3 separate regions of the Mus musculus genome follow, and regions 1 and 2 are each linked to region 3. The links are chromatin contacts, called in public Hi-C and HiChIP or PLAC-seq maps. All regions are on one chromosome and are shown on one strand. The core of a region is the stretch at or near the end of the contact, and the rest is flanking DNA. Distances in the headings are between cores, read along the strand shown.

Evidence for each region. A called contact is a pair of places that touch in the nucleus more often than the background predicts. HiChIP or PLAC-seq counts read pairs in DNA pulled down with a chosen protein or histone mark.
Region 1: a contact with region 3 is called in an H3K27ac HiChIP or PLAC-seq map of the NIH/3T3 cell line, with 5 times the contacts expected there. The contact joins the enhancer-like site here to the promoter of Trub1 in region 3. A contact is called at or near these places in 7 of 39 promoter capture datasets (the 3T3-L1 cell line, 3T3-L1-derived adipocytes, the C10 cell line and 3 more) and 3 of 115 datasets of contacts at active chromatin or transcription factors (the NIH/3T3 cell line, astrocytes and pancreatic cancer cells).
Region 2: a Hi-C map of B cells shows a contact between it and region 3, with 5 read pairs. The contact joins the enhancer-like site here to the promoter of Trub1 in region 3. A contact is called at or near these places in 3 of 39 promoter capture datasets (hippocampal neurons, liver and pre-B cells) and 1 of 484 Hi-C or Micro-C datasets (B cells).

The regions. Positions count from the first base shown.
Region 1 is chr19:58,522,913-58,525,612 of GRCm38.p6, forward strand. All of the region lies in intron 3 of Ccdc172 (coiled-coil domain containing 172), which reads left to right. Among named protein-coding and RNA genes, the nearest start is that of Ccdc172, 12 kb to the left of the region's middle. Within about 2 kb of position 1,334, at least 72 of the 459 cell types and tissues checked have an H3K27ac peak or open chromatin away from gene starts, as enhancers often do. A contact at or near this core is called in the NIH/3T3 cell line and pancreatic cancer cells, where this site is marked.
Region 2 is chr19:58,832,538-58,835,237 of GRCm38.p6, forward strand. The region is part of intron 1 of Hspa12a (heat shock protein 12A); the gene reads right to left. Among named protein-coding and RNA genes, the nearest start is that of Gm52393, 23 kb to the right of the region's middle. Within about 2 kb of position 1,329, at least 18 of the 459 cell types and tissues checked have an H3K27ac peak or open chromatin away from gene starts, as enhancers often do. A contact at or near this core is called in B cells, where this site is marked.
Region 3 is chr19:57,451,500-57,454,199 of GRCm38.p6, forward strand. It overlaps Trub1 (TruB pseudouridine (psi) synthase family member 1), which reads left to right and starts at 1,407. Exons shown (of 8, transcript NM_028115.3): 1 at 1,407-1,697. The coding sequence starts at 1,448.

The DNA of each region.
Region 1 (2,700 bases), core at 84-2,583, 1.1 Mb after region 3:
ACTGCCATAGGCATGTTAGTGTCTCAGCTCAAACTTGATACGTCTGAAATCATTTCTCACACAGTACAGTTTGTGGCTTTACAGTATTTCCCTATCAGATCCCTCCTTGGCTGTTATCTTGTAACAAAGCAGAGGTAAGACGTCTGCAAGACAGTAATTCTGTGAGTGAGTAGTACACTCATCCTGTGAGTAAGTCAGGATTATATGTAGCTGGACTCTGGTTACTTTGTGGGTTCTTCTTTCTTCCACCCTTTCAATTTCCTAACACTAAACAAGAGAAAAAAGGATGGAGAGTGAAGGAAGAGATCCCTGAATAAAGCCAGGGTCAGTGAGGGGTCGAAGTCATCATTAGACGGCTTCCTGCTGAGTACAGCCTTGAGGTCCTGGGGGCATGGGTCATTTCTGCCATCAGAACATCTCAGTTCTTCTTGTTTCTTTGTGTACAACTACTTAACAGATCACAACCAACAGCAACCAGCCAAAAACCCACCAACATTTCACCTTATCTCTCAGGATCCTAGCATCTATATACACTCTGAAATGTTCCCAAAATTCCCAACATCACACAATTGCAGAAACTGTTTGCAGCTGGAAAGATCACATCCCCACCAGAGCAGGAGGCAAATCATAGTCAGCTGCTGTGGACAGTCTGCCGCCCATACCCCACACCTGGGATTAAGCTGTTGCTCCTGAAGGCAAAACTTACACGTAGCAAAGAACCAGGCAAAGCCAAGTGCTTGTCTCTTAAGTTCTAATAAAGAATAGAGCCAGGTCACCCAATTTCAGTGTCACCTCATCTGTACCCTGACCCATTGATGACCATAGCACTGGGAGGCGGCATGTAGGAAGCCCATCTCCCTTCGGGGCAGTGACTTTCCACCTTCTCCCACTTCCTCTGTTGTGCTTTCCCCTTGGTTGTCACGAGTGTTAAAAAAAGTGCGTGTGTGTGTGTGTGTGTGTGTGTGTGTCTGTGTGAAGGAGAAAGTGAGTGAGTAAGCATGGGTGGGTGTGGCTGTGAGTGTGTGGAGCTCAGAGGACGACTTTGTGCAGTTGGTTCTTTTCCTTCCACCCTCTGTTTTCTGAGAATCCGTATCAGAAACAGAAGTCAAGAATGTCAATCCTGAATGTGTACTATTAGCACATTAACCAGAGCCTGCAGCCTGAGTGCCCGCCCCTTAGTCCAGGACACTTAAGGAAAATACGAGACTCATTTGCCATTTTTTCTCTCTTTTTTTTTTTTTTTTTTTTTTTTGGTAACTCACGTGTACAGTTTTCCAACGTGATCTGTGTCTGAGACACTGTTGAGTCACAGTGTCACACGGCTGGGCACTGCTGACTCATCTGTGTCTGAAGCATTGTTATGGGCAGTGGTGCTGAAGTTCTTTTTATTATCAGAATTACTCAGAGGCAGCTTTAGCATTTCCATTTTAATGCCGTGATTTAGCAAGAAGGATGCTGAGAGACCTGGATTTTAACCCCATGCTTACCCCTAATCAATTAAACGTCCTTTATAAAATCTTGAACTTGTGGGCTGATCTTAGTCTCCTTTGTATAACAGCAATGAAGCGTCGTCGTGTTCTTACACTGAACAAATGAGGGGCTGCTTTGATCCTTTCCTTGTCTGCCCTGCTGCCTTGCGTGTGACGTTAAAGTCTGGAAACTGCATTTCCTGATTCTGCATCAGGGACACGAAGCCCCTCACTGTCCTCCCGGGGGTTTCAGGCATTACCTCAGTCATGCAAATGTATGTCTTTATCTGTGTCTGTGTCTTCAGATACGGTTGATGGGAACTGCACCCAGGACCCAGGTCGGGCGGCTGTGCTACACCTTATAGAAATGGAAGATCGTGTTTCTATTTCACGTCAGCTATTTTTTTCTAAATGCCAGTATTCCTAGGACTTACTAGCTGTAATATTTCAAAATGTCTTTGAAGCCAACCCCGTGGCTCTGGAATAGACTGCTCCCAGGCTCTTTACTGCTCAGTGTCTTCTGGGACACAGATTTCACAACCCGTCTCTCACCTTGAGGAAGTTCTTATAACTAACATAAATCTTGCTTTCTGCAATTTAAGTTGAATTTATATCATTTTTCTTTTCTCTGTAGAGATGAGAACAGCCCCAAGCTGGAGGTAACACACTGTCATGAGGACCAGTACTGAATGCTGCAGACAAACTATTTTAGTTTCTTGGCCTTTCATTCTGACTTTGTCTCAGAAGGAACTGTTTTTAAAGTCCAAATGAAATAATATCGGTGCTTATGAAATCTTTTGCTCTTTAGAATAAAATGGGGCACAAAAGTTAAATTTTTGGGAGGGAGGGGGAGATGGTGGTCTCTGATCCTGTTTGTAAGGATCTGTTGGGTGAATGCCTGCAAGAGGCAAGGATGGATTTCGCTTCCTTAGCTTTCAGCCACCTGCCAGTGCTGACCTTGCTACCTACCACTGAGCCTCTAAAAATAAGACCCCTGAGTAAATGGGTAAAATTCAAAGGTTGGGTTCTCAAAATGTATTTGGGATATTTAGCCAAATTTACGTCTACTTTATGCATAGTTAACGTCATAAACCTGGGTCTGGGCTGTAGAGATTTTCCCATGTTTGGTGGTCACAGCGATTGATTCTTTCTAAGTTGTGAGACTAGAAGCCTGCTCCTTGAAACAAGCTGTCCAGACGTGGGCTTCAGTGTGCATGGTCAGATGCTGCAG
Region 2 (2,700 bases), core at 79-2,578, 1.4 Mb after region 3:
ACATATACACACACCACAAACATACATTCCACACATACATACTACACACACACCACACACACATACACTACTCACACATACTACACACACATACTACACATACATATACACCACACACTCCACACACACACACATTCCACACACACATATACTCAATGTATTCCACACACACACACCACACATACTCATAACATACTCCACACACATACACTCCACACACACACAACACACATTCCACACACACTCCACACATACACCACACAACACACATTCCACACATACAAACTACACACACACACACACACACACACACACACACACTCCACACACACATGTGTGGAGTATGTGTGGTGTATGTGTGGTGTGTATGTATGTGTAGTATGTGTGTATGTGTGGTGTGTGTGTGTGTGTGTGTGTGTGCACAGGAAGAAAAGGATCTCAATATGTCCTTCAAAGACCCCTAACTTCCTCCAAGTAGGTTTCACCCCTCAGGTTCCAATGTCTGCAGTAGCTTTGGTAGGAACAAGAGAGGAATCCTACAGATTTAAGTCACAGAAGTTAGAAAGACAGGGACCATTTCAAAGATGCAAATAGTCAACTGCAAAACCCCGGCAAGGCTAAGAGGAAGTGAGACTGGTGCTCTCTCATGAATGAAAATTTAACTGTCACACTATCTACATCAATAGTTTTAGATGACTTTTTTTTGTGTACTAAGAATTGAACCTAGAGCCTCCCAAATGTCCAAAGTGCTCTCTCCCACGGAGCTGTAGTCAGCCCATGTCTTAGATAATTAGTATCACCTCAGTCTTATACAACTAGGTATGTAGACTATCTTTTAAAAAAATAGTTTAGTGAATATAAAATCAGGTGAGAGCGATGTTTGTTGGTTCACTTAAAATGATGTTTGCAGCACAGACTGGTACAGGAAATCAAAGTACTTATGCAGCAAAGTAAGAGATGAACAGATAGAAGTACGCTGAACCAATGCGCCTCCTGCTACTCAACTCTGGAACCTGAGCCTGGCATTGAGGAGCAGCTAGTTAGCTTAACCCTCATGGCTTTCCTTAATGTCCCAGGGATTAAAATGTGGGCTTCATCTGGTTCCAGCTACAAATGCAAGGCACGTAAAAACAGGTCACATTTTAGTCGCTCCCAGCTCTAATGGCTTTCATCAGAGCAGGCACTCTTAAGACGAGAATAAATAAATGAAGTCTTGCGAAGGGAGTCGTAATTCATAAACTTGCTTGTTGCCCTTGTCTCTGTGGGGGACATTAGTCAGCAAACGCCAGCGAGCAGACTCCCCCGCAGTTCGAGGTACATGGGAATGGATCTCATACTCTAATCTCAATGCTTTTAAAGATGGAGATGGAGCCACTAGGCTGGCCTTATGCTGCAGAGCTCCAGATTTGTGTGAGATGTGACGGGCAGTCTCATCACAGTCTTTCCTCCCTGGGGAATTCTCTCTCTGCTGACTCTCGGCTTTATGTTTCTATTAAATAAAGGGGCCTTTCTAAAGACTGCTGTTTTCTAAGGGTCACAACTTTAAAAATCTCCATTTCTTCTTCTTTCCTGGGATGGCAGGTATTTGCCCAGATTACAGTCTCTGTGCAGAAGCCCGATCTTCCTTTCCTTACACACCGTCTTTGCAGTATCATCTTGGAAAACTGATCTGCTCAAGGTCATTTGTAGGTTACTGGGAAATGTCTTTTGGGGAGGAGGATAAAAAAACCTCTTTTATTGCCCTGGAACAGGCTTCATGGCTAGCTGAACCAATGCATTACACCAAGCTGAAGTTCCATCTCAGTAAATAATTGATGGGTTTTTTTTTTTTTAATTACCATGGTTGATGTCCAAAGTAAATGGAAATTTTATTAGCGTGAGCAGGGAGACCCTCTCAATACAGAGAATCCCGAGGATAAAATAACCGCTCTCCAGATGCTACGTCATAATTATGTAAATGAGTACTCTGTGGTTGAAACCGAAGCATCCAGTATGGGCCAAAAGGGGGTCTGTGACAATGGCCTGAATCTTCTAGCAACCTTCTCTTGCTTCCCGGACAGTCCAAGAGATGAGACTGAGAACAGTGAGGTTCCCCCAGTCAGTGAGTTCCCAGAGACACTCAGCTGGGCAGCACACTTTCTCCTCTTACGATCAGGTTCAAACACGGGTTCCTGGGCTTTCAACGTGTGCCTGAGTATGTGCAAGCGACTGCTGGGAGCCGTGAGGAAACACCTTCTAGACCAACAGCTTGTAGAAGTCAGACTCAGCAACCATGTATCACGAGGCCACCAGCACCCTGCACTTAGAGAATCTCCACACAGGCTCTCAAGATAGCTCTGTCCACCAGCTTCCACCAATGGACTCTTCCATGAGCTGAGGTCATGCTTCCTGTCTGATTCCCCTGGCACCTAACATGTTAAAGGGTTGCAAATGTTGAATAGCTGAATAGCTGGATGGACTGGTGAATGGATAGACAGACTGAAGAGAGGATAGATATGTGTTTGTGTGGATGTGTATGGTGGCTAGGGTTAATGGTCAGCTACATGGAATCTAGAATCGCCTGGCCTCTGGACATGCCTGAAGCAGTGATCTTGATTGCTCTAATGGAAGTGGGAAGACCTGCTGCTCTGTAGGTGGTACCATCCCCCTGGCTGCTACCCTGGGGTGCGTCAGTGGAGAAATGGAGCTGAGCACGCAGCA
Region 3 (2,700 bases), core at 157-2,656:
GTGACACACTTAGTCCAACAAGGCCATAGCTCCTAATCTTTGTCAAGTAGCACCACTCCCTTAATGAAAAAGCATTCAAATCTATGAGGCTGTGGGGACCATTCCTATCCAAATCACCACACAGTTAGAGAACAGAGAACATAGATTAGAGGGTAGCAGAAAAGAGATATGGTGGGGGTGGGGGAGAGGGAAGGAGAGATGGCAGACTGTCTTAGTCAGTCTGAAATATAATATTAAATAAAATGACCTGTGAGTTAAAGGCTTGTCCAATGTGTAAGATGTTGGCTACTTTAGGAAATTAGAGCTTGATTTTTCTAATGCCCAGAATACTCTATCTGTAATGATTCCTCTGACATACATTTGTTGCGTGAATGGTAGACGTGTAACTGGCATCCCCTGACTGGGATCATTAGGCAATGAGGCATCATTAGGGAAGAATGTTAGCCTGGCAGAGCACTATGAGAAAGAATGGCTGTAAGGCAATGTGGGGAAACAAAGAAGACAAAGTGGCTATCCCATAATAACCACACTTCCATTTAATGCATTTGGGGAAGAAGTAAAAGGATTTTTTTTTCCTCTCTTAGAGGGACAGCCTAATGCGAGGTCTGCAAAGAGTTTAAATATTAATTTAAACCATAGGCGTTTTTGTTGTTTTGGGTTTTACTTGTTTGTTTGTTGAGATAAGGTCTCAGTATGTTACCCTGGGTGGCCCGGAACTCACAGAAATCCACCTGCCTCTGACTTCTAAATGCTGGGATTAAAGGCATTCACTGTAGGGGGCTAGGGGGAATTTATGCTAGAGTGAGTTGGTAAATCCTGATCGGACACATTAGTCAAACAATGAATTTTGATTGTTGGTCCTTGATGTTTTGTCTCAGGAATGAGACAGTGGCCAAATAACTGAATGGACCTTGGGGCTAGCTTTAGGAATGTAACCTACAGTTTAGCAGGGGAGAAGGAAAAGGGGAAGAAGAGTAAAGCCTGTTGGTGCCATGTTTGCCATGCCTGTTAGAGAGCCCTTCATGCACCACCACGAATGGATCAACCATATATAGTTTTTGATTCCTATAAAGGAATAGAAACTCCAAAAGAACATTAACATTTTTTTTAGAACTGTCAAAAACTGCAGTCAAAAATTCAAAATTCATACACACACACACACACACACACACACATGCAGGTTATGGGGGGGCGGTACAGAAAGGAAGTGACTCTACCTCAAATACACAAATTAGGTGTTTGCGTTGGATAGTTTACAGCGGCAACTCCAATGTACCTCTTCACGACTAAGAGCATTTGGTAACAGAGATATTAAAGGTTCCAGCAGAACTCCGAGATGCCAGAGCAAGCCATTGGCCTATACCGAGCCTATGGACTACAATTCCCAGAAGGCCTTGCAACACATCGGTGTCATCTCTGCTCGCCTCTTGGCCCAGGCCGTGAAAGCATGGCAGCTGCAGAGGCAGAGGTGGTTTCACCTCTGATTGTGGACACAGCTCCTGACACTTCAGGAACAGCCGAGGCCTCTGTAGCAGCATCGGTGGCGGAAGCGGCCAGGACTGAATCGCAAGCCCCGGCCTCCAAGGCCGCCCTGGCTGCTAAGCTCATGTCGCTGAGCGGCGTGTTCGCCGTGCACAAGCCCAAAGGGCCCACTTCAGCCGAGCTGCTGAACCGGCTGAAGGAGAAGCTGCTGGCAGGTACTGCCGCCCGGGTAGGGACCAGGCTGAGGAGTTCTCCACCACACTGGGATTTTTATCTCTAGTCTTTCTTCTTTTACTTACTGACTTACTTTGTGCGTCTGTGGCTCAAGATAGAAAGAGTGACCACCGAATTAACTCTGGACGAAAACCCAGGGCATCTTAGGCTTGGACTTACCCAAGTGCACACTCTTTCAACAGTGGCCCTTTGAGCTTCTCACGGGAAGTACGTGTAGAGTTGGGGGACCAGTCTGCATATACAGGTTTTCACCCTGGTGGCTGCAGCCCAGTTTTCTGTAGTTTGATCCCTCCCAGGGTTTTTGTTTAACTCTTGCGAATGAGTACCACCAGAGGAAATGCAGGCTCTCTACCCCTAAGTTGCAAACTTAAAAGTTTATTTGAAAAGCACATAGGCTGAGTTAGCTAGGATTTAGAAAGGACACCACTTTCACCTTTTAGTGGGCACGGTGATTCGTCTTCTATACAAATGCAGGTTCCTGATCCCCACACTTGCAGACCCTGAAAGTCTGAAGATCTGGGATTATTTTGGAAATTGTGCTCTATTGCTTCAGATTGTGCTTTCTTTCTTCTTCTTTTTTTAATGTAGTATTTTTTGAGGAACATTAAAATAGAAGATGGCCATTTTTCTAACCATTCTTCCTCTTGATCATTTATAACAGGAGCATTAAAAAGCCAAAACCCTTTAGTTTTGTTTTGCGTGTGAATGTGTATGCAGTGTGAGTGTGTGTTTGTAGGTGAGAGGTGATGTTGGCCATCTTCAGACATGGCTTTCCATCTTGTGTATTGAGCCAGAGTACCTCACTTGAACCTAGATCCTGCCAATTAGGCAAGTCTGCCTACTCAGCTTGTTTTAGGGACAACTGGCTAGGAATCAGGGTAGCATTCAGTGTCACCCTCGTGTTTATAGGGGTGCTGGAGATCCAAGCTCTGGTCCTCACTATTGCTTGGCGAGCACTTTACCCTGTGAACAGTCCCCACGGAG